Linked DNA regions of Mus musculus: region 1 is linked to region 2. A link is a contact called in public HiChIP or PLAC-seq data. All regions are on one chromosome and are shown on one strand. The core of a region is the stretch at or near the end of the contact, and the rest is flanking DNA. Distances in the headings are between cores, read along the strand shown.

Region 1 (7,263 bases), core at 175-2,674, 90 kb before region 2:
AGGCCATGTCCTCTCACTTTAGCTCCACAACAACTGTAAGCTACATACTGCTGTCCCTGCATTTTCTTTTTTAGACGATAAGGCAGACACTAACAAATGAAGCTACTGACCGGCTCAGACCAGGAAAGCAATGGCCGTGGGTGTGGAACCAGGCTTGTGAGACCTGCAGCTCAGGCTGTCACACAACAGGCTAGGCCTAGTTGGTTCCCAGATAGTGTTCTCCCTTCCAGCGGCCCCAGGTCTGAGTTAGAGATTTGCCTCTTTGTGCTTTGTGACCTTGTAAGTTGAGGAAATCCTCCAGGCTTTGTCTGCCCACTTGGAAACCATGTGCAAAACCCAATGTTCAACTTCTGGCTCTGGCACTGGACGGGAAGGAGCTGCTCTTAGCTTCTGTTGCGTGTTATTAATACAGCACATTTCTGTGGCCTCTCTAAGGTTGCTTGGGGTTCTCCTGGAATGCTAAGCCCTGACCAGTTTCTGTAGTGTGTGTGCCCATGGTGCACCTCTGAGGTTGTCACTTCTGTTCTGAGGCAGCTAGTGGTCTTATTTACAAGCGAGCTGTAGTGCTGGGCTCTAGAGTCTGAAGGGATCTAGTCTCTATTGGGTGGAAAAGTTGACAAGAGACCAAAGTGCCACTTTGATTTTTAACCCAGCTGGTATTGGAGATAGGACAGAGACTCAGGTAGCTCTGAGCAGATGCTTTTTGGAGGAAGGGAGTTTGAAAAGATTGTAGCTGGAGTTGTAAGGAATGGGGTGGTTCTCCCACCCCTCCATAGACTGTGCTTTCAGGAAACAGCAAACCTCTGAGAAAGATCTTCTAAAGGTCACCTTACTTTCTAGCTGGCAGACTTAAAGTCCAGGTGACAAAAGTGGGACCAGCTTCCTGAGAGCTTTGAGGGGAGGGAAAATGGTAAGCTTTTGTTATGGAGAACTATTCTGAGTCTCTAAATAAAGTATGCTCACTTAGGGAGTTTCTTCCAGTAAACATCTCTGTGCTATGTAAACTTTCAAATAGTCATACCTCTGTCTGTCTGTCTGTCTGTCTGTCTATCTAATTAATCCATCTAAATGTTTATATCTCTTGTTATAGCTTTATTATATTTTTCACTTACATGTGCTTGATTTGTTTTTCTACTGAATTGATCTATGACTCTTGACTTTTTAAAAATGTTTATTTGGTTTTATGTGTATTAGTGTTTTATGGTTGTATGCATTTATGTGTAGCATGTGCATACCTGGTTCCCTAAGAAGTCAGAAGAGCAGTCACATTTCCCTGGCACTGGAGCTACAGATGGTCGTGAGTCCTGTGTAGGTGCTGGGAACTGAACCTGCCTGGGTCTTCTGCGGGGACAGCAAACACCACTGTCTTCTGAGCTGTCTCTCCAGCCCTGTGACTTGTAAGGGAAGTGAGATCACAGCGAGCACTCAGGTGCTGAGAATGTGACTTGCCATGTGAGAGTTTATGTGGTTCTTATACCACGAATGATGATGGTTCCTGTCTGCAAACCCAGCACTCAGGAGCTGAGACAAGAGAGGCCTATGAGTTTGAGACCAGCCTAAGGTACATAGTGCCTAGCCTGGCCTACAGAGTGAGCCTTTATCTCAGAAACAAACAAAACTAAATGAACTAAATGAATCCAGACCTGGTTGAAAATTATGCCTACCTCCAGCAGCCTGTGACACACAGGCCTTTCCCTGGTGTCTTAGTCAGGGGTTCAATTCCTGCACAAACATGACCAAGAAGCAAGTTGGGGATGAAAGAGTTAATTAGCTTACACTTCCACATTGATGTTCATCACCAAAGGAGGTCAGGATTGGAACTCAAGCAGGTCAGGAAGCAGGAGCTGATGCAGAAGCCATGGAGGGATGTTACTTAACTGGCTTGCCTCACCTGGCTTGCTCAGCCTGCTTTTTTATAGAACCCAAGTCTATCAACCCAGGGATGGCACCACCCACAAGAGGCGCTCCCCCCCTTGATCACTAATTGAGAAAATGCCTTACAGATGGATCTCATGGAGGCATTTCCTCACTTGAAACTCCTTTCTTTGTGATAACTCCAGCCTTTGTCAAGTTGACACACAAAACCAGCCAGTACACATATTAACCATTGGCCTAAAGAATTCAGGGGCCAGAGTTTCCTCAAACCTGCTTTACAGATGTGTTTTTCTTTGTTTTGGGTATGTGAAGATAGGCCTGTTACCTGACTTCATGCAGAAAGAAGCCTACTAGTCATTAAGTAGGGCTTCGTTTGTGTCGTCATCTGTTGGCAAGATCTGTCCATTTGATAAATGTTATATTAACTGTAAGCTAGACGGTTGTAAATTTCTAGAACTCTAGTTCAAATTTATCTATAAGTGAGTAAAATTAGATAGCATGAATTTAGAGTCATTGTACTGAGCATATGATTGCAAAATTCAAATTTAAACCTAAGCAATTAATGTCTCTCTCTCTTTTTTTTCCTTTTGTCTTTTAGCTTCTCAGATAAACTGTTCATTGGAAAAGGCTTACATTTTCAGCCGTCAGTTCTAGATTTTGGAATACAGTAAGTATTTTTTTTTTAAATTTATAACTAAATTCATCTTATTTGTATTTATCTTCAGCATATCTTTTTAACATATTTATTTTTAATTATATGCGTATGTGTTGAGTTGTAGTTATGTCCACATGACTGCTGATGCTGACAGAAACCGGAAGAGGACACTGGCTCCCCTGGGGCTGGGGTTACTGGCAGTTGTGAACTGTTCAATATGAGTGCTGAGAACTAAGCTCCCATCCCTGCAAGAGCAACATAAACTAATAACCATGGAGCCCTCTCCAGCCTCTGGCCTCAGTGGATCTTACATGATGATATATATATATATATATATATATATATATACACATACATACACACACACAGTGTTATATGTTAAGCATATAATAATGTGAAAGGGTCTCAATCCTGAGACTTGTTAAAGGAATAGTTCATGAAAGAGAGAGTACAAAAGCTATTTTAAACCCTTTGAGTTTTTTGATGTATGTTTTGCAGTTAGGCCCTTGTCCATTCCAGGTGTATGCTTTCCTACTGTGGTATACAGTCAGCCCCCATCCAGTTGCGTCATGATATGCCTTATACTACTTGATAATAGCTAGACTTCAGTAAGAATTCAGTGGTAAGTCTTTGGGTGTTTTTTGGAACAAGTTTGATTATTTTATAATGGAAAAATGGAATACTGATGATCTCTGAATCCTTTTAGGCCAGATGCAATTGTTTGCCTTCCCTGCTGTACTTTCAGGCTGGAAGTTGTACTCTATTGATCGTTCCTGGGTAGTTGTGGACGTTTAGGCAGAGAAGATGAGATACGCTGTAAGGAGAGTCACAGTGCTAAGAAACATGAAAGAGGAAATGCAGGCTTTGGGATCACACAGGAGAGGAGGGGCATGTCTGGGATGCAGTTAAAACTTAAAGCCTGGTAGTAGGCATTGAAAAGGTACATCTTCGATTTGTCCCCTCAAAGCTCTGCTTAGGTTCACAATGTGTTCAAGAGCTGCTGAGTGAAGTTACCTGGTGATGAATGACCCTAGGGCCAGTGGGGTCTGCAACCCGTGCTTTGAGCTTTCACCTGCCATTCTTGTCACGTTCTGACATTGTCATTGTCTGCATTTCTGAAGTTTGGAGCCACAGGGAAGGAATGAGCTATCTTGCTGAGCTTTTCAAAGGAGTTTTTTCTAAAGGGAGGAGGAGATCAAATTGTTAAAGTAGTTTGCTAACTTTACAAGATTCTAGGTGTCTGAACTAATTACTAAACTATCTAATTATTAACAAGGTCCTGCACTGTAGTCCTAGCAGGCTTGGAAGTCACAGAGCTCTCTATCTCCTCAGTGCTGGCACTAAAGGCTTGCACTACCATGCTCAGAATATTTTGTATTGAATTACTTACAAAAAATAGATTAAGAAATTTGTTAAAAGTTGAATTTATAATCATTTATCAGATAAGTTAAATGATTTATAATCTCACTGACTTCAAATCTGAGAGAATAGTTTACACAAAGTTTTTTTTTGTTTTGTTTTTCTTGAGGAAATTGTGTGTGTGTGTGTGTGTTTGTGTGTATATGCATGCACGCAGGACTATTTTAGAGACTATTTTAGATTGGTAGGTATAATGAAATGGATCATGGTGAATATAGCCAGAATAGGAAAAAAGTTCAGGTATATAGGATCCTGGCTGTCATTTACTCTTCCAGAAAATCCCATAATATAGGAGCTGGAAAGAGGGCTTAGGGGTCAAGAGTACTTGCTACTTATTGAGAGGATAAGCAGTTCCCAGCACTCAGATGACAACTCATGACTGTCTGTAATGCTAGCTCCAGGGAGTCAGACAGTCTCTGCCGGCCAGGCACCAGCCAGGCCTGCAACCCATATACACATACATACAGGCAAACACTCGTATACAGAAAATTCAAGAAAAATTTAAAACTGTGATCAGTGAGTGTGTATATGTATAAGTGCTACACTTGTCTTAATTGTCCATATGCATTAATTACTGGTTCTGTTATCTAAAAAAACATTGAATGGTTATGTAAGTGGCCTTGGTTTGAAAGGGTTACTGATTTTTAGACTTGAAATACCTTCAGAAGGTTCAGCTATGTTATGTAATACTTTGTAGTTTTTTAGTATGTTAAGGTGTTTTATGTCATTTGAGCTGTGTTACTTTGTCATTTTGTTTTCTTTGAGACAGGATCTCACTGAGTAGCCCTAGCTGGCCTGAACCTCAGAGCAGGCTGGCCTCAGGCTGTGGCAAACCTCTTGGCTCTGCCTCTGTAATGCTGGGTTACACAGTGCAGTAGCAAGAGCCTTCTTCATCTGTGTGTCTGATGAGTTCCCAAGGGTAACTTAGCCATTATCTGAGCATGTGTAGCCATCTTTACATGCTAGTGCTTGACTATAGGGCACAGAGGTTTACACACTGGTCGCTGAGAAGCAGTGCAGTTTGGCCAGGGTCACGTCTCACTCAGTCACTCACCATGGTAAGACAGTCTGTCATTTAGTTTCATTGATAGCACCTTTAAGAAGTGACCAGTGCTTCCCTTCTTCCCACCCACTGGCTCCTGTATGGTTACTAGGACAGCACAGCAGCCACCAAGCTCCCAGTTCCCTCCCTGCTGGTTCAGCTTTCGCCCTCCTTCTGGGATCAGCCTCAGGCAGACTGCAGGCAGATGGCTGACTCTCCACCTTGTCTCTTTCTTCTGTTCCCTGAGAGCTTCTCCAAAGGGCCAGCTCCAAGGCTGGAAGTGCTAATCATTCATACATTTTCATCATTCTCTTGTCATATTAAATTCATAGATTATCTTCCAGTTGTCACTACTGAAGGAAATTCATACCCTTTTAACACATGTAAAAATAGAATATTGAAAAGTAGAATAAAAATAGCCAGTGGCAAGGAGGCTTCTGTGTCTGCTGGGATTCCGGTGGCTGTAGGCAGACGCCCTGCTGAGGAGGGAGGGTGCTATCATCTCTCCTTAGAGCATTTCTCCAAGGTCTTGGAAACCAGAACACGTGTGACTAGTATGTAAAGTCTTAGGGGGCAAGTTTAAGTAGCTCAGTTGATTTGTTGGCACCTTTTAGTTAAGGCTATGAAATCTGTATTCATTGATAACAAGAAAGGAGGACATGAGCCCAGTTCTCTGGCTGGGTTTATTAGGTAACCCTTATGTTTATAGTAGAATTTGTTGTTGTTGGTGGTGGTGGTGGTTGGTTGGTTTTGGTTTGGTTTGGTTTTGGTTTCTCTGTGTAGCCCTGGCTGTCCTGAAACTCCCTCTGTAGACCAGGCTGGCCTCGAACTCAGGGATCCACCTGACCGCTGCTTCTCAAGTGCTGGGATCAAAGGCGTGCTCTACCATGCCTGGCAGGAAATGATTTCATTTTAATTGAATTATTTAATTAATTTTAAGTTAATTATTTAATTAAATTTGGGGGCTAGAGTGGTAATTCAGGATTTAAGAGGGTTTGCTGCTATTCTGGGGGCCTGAGTTCAGTTCTAGCACACACTGGGCCATCTCACAACCACCTAATTTCAGCTCCAAGAGATCTGATCCCCTCATCTGAACTCTGTGTGTGTCCTCCCCCAGTACATACATGTGTGGCCTACACTCAGTGCATACCCATATCCATACATGAGAAAAGTACAGTTTAGACATCAAAAGGATCAAGGTTTTAATCACACAAATGTGTTTTAGTTATAAGTGGAGGTTCTAAAATATTTATAATTTAAAATACTCACCAGATATATTAAAATCTTTCATTAAGATAAGTGCTTAGAAAAGTCCCTGTGAGAGCTGGGACAGCATGTCACACATTGAGTAGCAGGTTCACAGTGCTCCATATGAGATAAACAACATGCATATTGTTCTTAGACAAGTGAGCTTTTCCCTGTGTGAGGCAGAGTAGCCCAGGCTGGCCCTAGACTCGCCACTGTATAGGGAGTCCTGTCCCCAGTCTCACGGTTCTACTAGAATAAATGGCACATCTTTATTATTAGAAAAATTGGAACAGACAAAAGAAATACAAACATAACACATGAGGATTTTGCTTAAATTGGAATGTAGGTTTATTTGGGGCCACACTAACCAGAACTGTAGATTTGGGGATCTAGAAGAATGAGTGCAGTGAATGAGTTGCAGGCTCTACTGCAGCCTGGTGGAGCAGGTGAGGTCAGTGAGAGACATACATAGGTGCTGGAAGGAAATGACCACTGCAGACCGGCTAGGCTGGAGGCCTCTCTTGCTCTCCACAGCCCTCTTGCTAGGCTGCCAGCCAAAGCTTCGATGTGACAGCCTCTCCGTTAGATCATTAGTGGGAGATTGGTGAGAGGGTTTCAAATGCTGTGTAAAGCCTTTTGCCTCTGCAGGTTTTTGTTTTGCTTTTGAGACAGGATTTCCCTCTGTACCTCAGGCCGAGAGAGCCTGTGGTTCTGCAGCAGCAGCCTCCTGAATGCTCTCCCACTGTACTGAGCGCCATGAGAATTCCCTGTCCTTCCCTCTTTCTCTCTCTTGAACTATTACAATGTATTTACCAAAAAGTGCAGTATGAAAGTGTGCTTGCCCAGCTTTGAGAGTAAATTAAAATAGGCAGGGATGTGGATTTCCTTGCTGACCAATGGCCAGCTTGTTCCAAGGCTCGCAACTCCAGGGTATGGTTTCTTCATATTGTTTCTTTGCCTGTAGTTGCCATCTCCATACATTGATCGGTCATGTGACAAAGGGAAAGATTCCTCCTAGTACTCC
Region 2 (7,486 bases), core at 3,368-5,867:
CCTCATGTAATTACATCAAGATGGTCCTTCGTGATTTTTTGGGTGCACGCCGAATCGGGAATTGAGTGGGGGTTTCCCCACTAGGTTCTATCACTACAAGTCCTTCTATCTTTTGTCCCTTTGTCCTTTTGACTATATATCCTAGGATGCTTGAAAATAGAAGTTGGCCACTATAGTGACATCTCTTCTGTTAGTTGGAAGCCATGACTGAGCTCTGGGCTTCATTTCTGTTCCTCTGGAGACTCAGCTCTGTCAGCCCTGTGTCTTGACTCCCTTAGAAGCCTCTGACTGTGGAAGTCATGTCCACTCTCCCTCCTGTGAAGAACTGTACTTCTTTAGGGGTAGAATACGTTCCTTACCCCACTATCAACCTTAGCCTAGTTTCTTGTGTTAGCTGAAATGAGGAGCTGAGGGACAATCTGCCAACTTCCAACCCCATTCAGTGGGCCCTGGATAACCAACACCTTTAGTCTATGAGTCTTTCCCTCTATACCAGAGTAGCACATGCAGATCTAGGCTGCTTTTTGAGCCTAGGACAAAGAATAAGACAATTAAACGTCTACAGGCTACATCTCAAGTTGACAGAAGAATGTCCCTGACCACGTAGAGCTGAATTTGTAGGCACTTAGAAGGCAAGAAAGATGGAGTCACAGGGGTTACATTTGGTGAGGCTAGGCAATGTTTCCACAGGTACAGATTTCTTGGATAAGGACCCTGAGTATCTTCTGTGTGAAGGGATGAAAGTTGAAGCCTATGCTGCTGTGGTGACTTTGGGATGTTAGAGAGGCCAGGAGCATGGGACATCTTCTAGGAGACCTGTAGACGCCAGTGAAATTAGTCAAAGAAAAAAGCCCATGTGTCCTGGGGATAGCAGGCCGTAGGCACAGGCTCCACAAGAACTCAGATGATGTCATCTCGAATAATGAATATGGAGCTTTCCCTGCTGAGTGTCTGTCTTACTTTGGTTCAATCTTTGCTTGCTATATACTTCCATTTCTCTATTCCTGGCACATTACTCTGTGCCATCATATAGTGGAATGAGGCAACTGTATATATTTTTTATATTGTTCATAGTTAACAGTGTATCTTGGGTATTAGAAACATTGAAACTATTAAGACTATGGTGACTTTTAAAGTTGGAATGAATGAGTTTTGCATCCTGAGATGCTCATGAGCCTATGAGGCAGGGGTGGGATGAATGGGCCTTTCATTATGAGATGCTCATGAGCCTATGAGGTGCAGAAGTGAATGTTATGGTTTGAGCATGAAGTATGTATCTGAGTCCTTGATCTCTAGTTAGTGTGCTGTTCTGGGAGACTGTGAAACCTTCAAGACATAGGACCTTACTGGAAGAGATAGGGCACTTGGGAAGGAACTCTGAGGGTTATAGCTCAGCCCTGCTGCTGGCATGACATCTCTGCTTCCTGGTTGGTTATGAGAGATTCTCCCACTGCAAGCTTCTGCCTCCATGGACCAAGCCATTATGTTTTGTTTTTGGGTTTTTTTGGTTTTTTTTTTTGGGGGGGGGGGGGTTCAAGACAGGGTTTCTCTGTGTATCTTTGGCTGTCCTGGAACTCACTTTGTAGACCAGGCTGGCCTCGAACTCAGAAATCCGCCTGCCTCTGCTTCCCAAGTGCTGGGATTAAAGGCATGTGCCACCACGCCCAGCTCTGGACCAAGCCATTCTACCATGCTTCCTTCATCATGATGGATCATGAACCAAAATCAACTTCACTCCTCTAAGTTATTTCTTTCAAATATTTTTTGACCTGACAATGAAAATAGTAACTGATACACCCAACAACGTTTCAACCACAGAGTAAAGAAGCTTTAATGCCAAAGATGGGCTATTGGAATAGTCCAGAGAACATCTATGAAGACAGTAGTGTTTCACACCTGAAATCCAGGGTTGAGAGACAGAGCTCAGAGAATTGCTTGTCTACACAGTGAGTTTCAGGACAGCTTGGCCTGCAGAGCATGACGATTCCTCAAAAACCCAAAGTGAAGAAGAGCACAAGAGCAGCTATGAATGAATGTCCCTTCCTGAATGTGGAACCAGCTCACACTTCTGTCTCAATACCAAGTTGTATCTTTCCAATCACACTGAAGTGCCATAGCCCCCAAGGGCATCACCCTTTTCTCTTCCTCCTCTCTAATTCCCACTGTTGGCCATCCTGCCTCCTTGCCCTCTCTTCTATACACTAAGGATGCTGTGACCCACAAGTCTTTGTGAGTTCTGTCTTGTCTGACACACTCATTTCCTAGGTTTCTGTGTGACATTTTCTGTATCCTGATTGCTACCTATGACTTTATTAGAGGACTTTCCTGATTGTGGCCATATAGAGATGCTACTTTCTTGCATATTATTGCTTTAGACAATGAATTTGAGCAGAAGTCACATCTGTAACTTCTAGGTTGAAGCACATATATGAGTAATCATTGCCCCTCACTGGTCAGGTGTTTTGTTTTAGGTTTTTCTTGTTTGTTTGGTTTGTTTGTTTTGGTAGTTTTGTTTCTAGTTTTTTGGTTGGTTGATTGGTTGGGTGTTGTTGTTGTTATTGTTGTTAATTTGACACATGCTAAAGTCATCTGGGAAGGGGGAGAGAATCTTAACTGAGCTTCCTCCATCAGATTGTCTGTAGGTGAGTCTGCAGGCCATTTTCTTGATTAATGATTGATGTGGGAAGGCTCAGTCTACTGTGGTTGGTGCCTGGGAAGGTCCTGGATGATATAAAACAAACAAACAAACAAACAAACAAAAAGCAGTTGAGCAATCCATGGGAAGCAAACCAGGAAGTATCATCTCTGTTTCTGCCGTGACTTCCTTCAGTGATGAGCTGTGATCTGAATTGAAAGATGTAATAAACTCTTTTCTCCCCAAGTTGCTTTTGGTTAGTATTTTATTGCAGCAATGGAAAGCAAATTAGAACGGCCCTGTTGCATCCACCCCAGAGGGCCATATGAGTCAAATAGCTAGATTGCAGGAGGCATAGTGACATAAGCAGAGATTACTGAGTAAACACCCTAGAGGAAAACTCCACTGGGAACGTGGATGGGTTTCCAATAGGCTCTGTGACTACACTCCTCCCATACACACATGAAATGCTGGCCCTCCTTTCCCCCGGCACCACTGATTTCTCCGTGGTACTTACTTGTCGCTTCTGTCTCTGACCAGCAGAAAAGAGCAACGACACAGCGTTCTTCTCAAAGCAGTTTATTCAGTAACCTTTCAACATGCATGCAGGAATCTCTCTCCAGGAAAAAAACTCTAGGAATCTCTCTCCAGGAAAAGTCCTTCCTCTGCCCCCAATCGCAATCCCTTATATAAGCCCTCAACCACGCCCCATCAGCCCAGTCCACGTAACAGCAGTCCATTGGCCAGAATCATCACTTGTCATATGGTCCGATCTTGCATCATGGTGCACCTGTGCAGTTCTCACAATGGCTTATTTTCAGGTGTATGAGGAAGTCAGGTGCAAGTCATAAGACTTGGCTGCAGTCCCGGGTGCCATCTTGGGACTGCTGCCACACCCGCTCCTCACACTGCCACCTAATATGCACACTTTTTGTTTATTTGTAGAGGTCATTGTCTTAGTTAGGGTTTTACTGCTGTGAACAGACACCATGACCAAGGCAAGTCTTATAAAAAAACAACATTTAATTGGGGCTGGCTTACAGGTTCAGAGGTTCGGTCCATTATCATCAAGGTGGGGACATGGCAGTATCCAGGCTGTCATCCAAAGGCTGCTAGTGGAAGACTGACTTCCAGGCAACTAGGGTGAGGATCTTATACCCACACCCACAGTGACACACCCATTCCAACCAGGTCACACCTATTCCAACAAGGCCACACCTTCAAATGGTGCCACTCCCTGGTCCAAGGATATACAAATCATCACAGTCATTAATACTTCTTACCAGAAATTTCATCTCTCAGGAAATACAGGAGAACTGTGGTAAGGACATATCACATGACTCTGGTTAGGTGGGACTATAGCCCAGAATCTCCCCTCAGTTCAACTGGCTCCTTGGAATCATTATGGGGTGTTGAGTGTGGCTTCAGTGGCCTCCATGACTCCTGATTCCTGGTTTGAATCCCTGTAAAGTTCCTTCCCCTTGATAGTGGCAGTGACTATAATTGGCCTTTAGCCAACAGAATATCATAAAGGTGATAGGTTGTCACCCCATGGCTATGCTATGTGAGATTCTGTCTTATTAGCTGCTACATCCACTCCAGTAGTGACAGGCCCCAAAAAACCTGGGCGCTGTCCTGAGGTGAAAAGTTCATGGAAACTTAGTCTCCTAGAACCGTGGCATCCTGTATAATGAATGCTCCAATGTCCTTGCTTTAGTTGGTAAATGATCCGTGTGCTTTCCCTTAATATTGCTTTATTATAAGTGCTTCTAAGGATTGAATTTTTGACATATAGCTAAGTTAGATTCTTCACCAGTTCTAGGCAGTCAGTCCTTGAGCTGACCCTGGGCATGGATAGCTAAGTCACTGCCCTACACATGAATTTACCATTACCTAGGAAGAAGGAAGGTTGTGGTCTAAGGAGGAGCCAGAATAGATTCTTAGAACTATAGATAGCTGAGTTACACCCATACACAAGAATTTACAATGGCCTAGGGGGGGAGGTGGACTATTCAATAGACTAGAATAGGAACTATGGCAAGGGCACAAAGCCCTTGCCCCTGGCTTCTAAGATTAAGCTGACCTTAGGTGGGGCTGTTTTTTGATCCCAGCTGTTAACATTGAATTTTCTCCCAGTTGGTTCCCGTCAGTCCTTCCGTGTTTGCATGTCTTTGTTTTATGTAAGAATCCTGTAACCTCATTGTACCTTGCCAGTGTGTCACCTAACTTCCCTATTTTCTTCTGTATAAAAAGTTTGATGCTCGATTTGACAAATTACATTCAGATCCACACTCCCTTGTGTCAAGCCTGTTTGTTACCCCTCCATCTCACTGACTCCTTTGCCCACCTACAATCAGAACCCGTTCCACGCAGATAGGAGACCCAGAAGGGGTTAGTCTGCAGCAATTAACTGACTCTGATTTTGTTCATGGCTTTGAAGAAATAGCTCTCAAGCAATTCAGCCATTTTGGAGAAATCCAGGTGATAAGAAGACTGCAGAAAGCCAAAGCAACCTCAATCGAGGAGCAACCCTTTGCCTACTGCCTCAGGGGATGGATGGTGTTCTAAACTGAGAGCTTTCTGTGCGTACTTTCTCTGTTTAGCTGGGAACCATCTAGCTGGTGGTGACAACCTGTCCTATTCCCTTATTGGGAAGGGATCCTCTAGCCAAAGTGGGAGTCTCTATTTCCTTTGCCCCCCCCCCCCGCCCGCCCCACCATTCTCTCGAGCTCAAGCTTGCCAGCAGCCCTTCTCCTTTTCTTACCCAACCACCCAACCTACTGGTTCAACACATAAAGCTTTTCCAGCATCCCAGATGGATCCCTCCCTCATTATCTGGCAAATCAAAAACCCCAGTTGCTAAACATCATTCCTTTATTGTCATCTGATTACAAGACTCTACCGGTACATCACCCGAGCTCAGTACCATCCCTCCCCACCCCCACCCCCAACTACACACGCTCTGTCTCTAGAGTCTCAAGGAACTTAAGGATATTATGTCTGACTTCCTGTGAAAAACAACTTTGCCCCCACATCTTTGCCCTATAACACCCCTACACTTGCATTTAAGAAGCCCAATAACCTACTGCCTATTTCAAGATCTTCAGCTCATCAGTTCTACAGTGGTCTCCCTCTACCCTGTCATACATTTTTCTTTATCTCTTCCCAATCCAAGCTCATACAGTATGTAGATGGCATTATCATCTGCAGTCCATCCCTACAAATTAGCCAAACTGACACTTAGGCTCTCGTCCAGCTGTGGCTACAGAGTCTCACTATCTAAGATCCAATTTTCCATCCCTCAGGTCACCTACTTGAGACTAACAATTACTCCAATCCACAAAGCTGTTACTTTGGATAGAAAACATTTATCCAGCCTTTCACAGTCCCCTCTGTTAAAGAGGAAATTTTTATAGTTTCTAGGAATAACTGTCCTTTTTGTCTGCTTACTCTTTGACCAGACAGAAAGTAATTGTAAAAAATGGCCAGACAGATATGGAGGCTTCCCATACTGGTCTTGTCAATACCATTCACCATACTTAAAATCTCCTCCTGATTCCCTCTTCTATCTGAGATAAGACCCTCTACTTGTATATACAGGACTCATGAAATTCCAGGAGGGAAATGGTCACTTCTGGCAACTGCTATGTCTCTTCAACCCCAGGCTCCCAGTAAGCACAATTAATATCCAGAGAGAATAGACCACCCAGAAGTAGCTCACATGTACCACTTACAGCCTCTCCTATGACCCTATCAAATAATCCCACCTCACCACTCACCAGCTTCCCTGAGCCTGGTGGTGCCATGACTCCAACCCTTTTTCTTATTACCTTCTTTGGCAATCTGTTCTAAGGCATTTGGACTCATTCTGTAGGGGCATTAAATCCCCCAGACAACAACAAAGCGATAATCCTTAATACCTCATCTCAGCCCCAGTGCCCTACAGTCCACAGACCTCCATTCTTTGTGGTACTCAGGTCTACCATTGTCTACCCTCTAGCTGGTAAGGAGTTTGCATGCTAGTATTTCTCTTCCCCACGTTGGGAATGATACATAGAAAGAATCCCTACTGATTCCAGTTGTGGACGCAATAGCTGCCTGGCATTATAAAAGGGCAGTTCAAATCTTGCCCCTCCTGGTTGTCACAGGAATAGCTGCAGGTGTCGTCCCTGGAACAATGGGAAGGGCCACTTCCTTGACTTTGTATCATTAGTTTTCTTCCTGGTTCACCCAGGATCTCCAGTAGGAGACCCAAACCACACTCACTCTTCAAGGACAGATTGACTCCCTGCCTGCAGTGGTACTCCAAAATTTATGGAGACCAAATTTTTCTTACAGCTTAAAAAGGTGACCTTTGCCCCTTCCTCCAAGAGGAATGCTGCTTCTATGTCAACCAAGTGGGAATAGTACAAAACAAAATCAAACAACTTCAAACAGACCTCCAAAATATCATTAGGAGCAACCCAATGCCTCTGTCCCCTAGGCATTTGGAACCCCATGTGGAAGTGGGATTGCCCTTCCAGACTCCCCTCTTTGTCATTTTCCTTCATTTATTAATCATATCCTGCTTTGGCAAATTTTTCTCTGCATTTCTCCAACCACAAGTTCAAAGAAAATCTCTAATCAGAAATTAATCAGTTATTGTTACAGATCTACCAACCACAAGCCACAGAGCCTGAAACTCTTGTTCTCTGATGGTAACATTGAAGTTTCTAGAAAATGACCACACCTAGACAGCAAGAAGTAGTCTAGAGAGCACACAACCCTCATCCCTGCCTCGAAATCATCCCTTTCAACGTCCCCTCTTTTATAATATACAAAGGGGAGGAATCAGGTATCTCCACTGCCTGC

What was found. HiChIP or PLAC-seq counts read pairs in DNA pulled down with a chosen protein or histone mark.
Region 1: a contact with region 2 is called in an H3K27ac HiChIP or PLAC-seq map of embryonic stem cells, with 5 read pairs. The contact joins two enhancer-like sites. A contact is called at or near these places in 1 of 115 datasets of contacts at active chromatin or transcription factors (embryonic stem cells) and 3 of 9 other capture datasets (adipose tissue, liver and pancreatic islet).

Annotation. Positions count from the first base shown.
Region 1 is chr3:83,963,437-83,970,699 of GRCm38.p6, reverse strand. It overlaps Tmem131l (transmembrane 131 like), which reads left to right. Exons shown (of 35, transcript NM_172681.4): 4 at 2,474-2,542. Among named protein-coding and RNA genes, the nearest start is that of Tmem131l, 73 kb to the left of the region's middle. Within about 2 kb of position 1,424, at least 26 of the 459 cell types and tissues checked have an H3K27ac peak or open chromatin away from gene starts, as enhancers often do. A contact at or near this core is called in embryonic stem cells, where this site is marked.
Region 2 is chr3:83,876,627-83,884,112 of GRCm38.p6, reverse strand. No RefSeq gene overlaps it. Among named protein-coding and RNA genes, the nearest start is that of Tlr2, 39 kb to the right of the region's middle. Within about 2 kb of position 4,617, at least 7 of the 459 cell types and tissues checked have an H3K27ac peak or open chromatin away from gene starts, as enhancers often do. A contact at or near this core is called in embryonic stem cells, where this site is marked.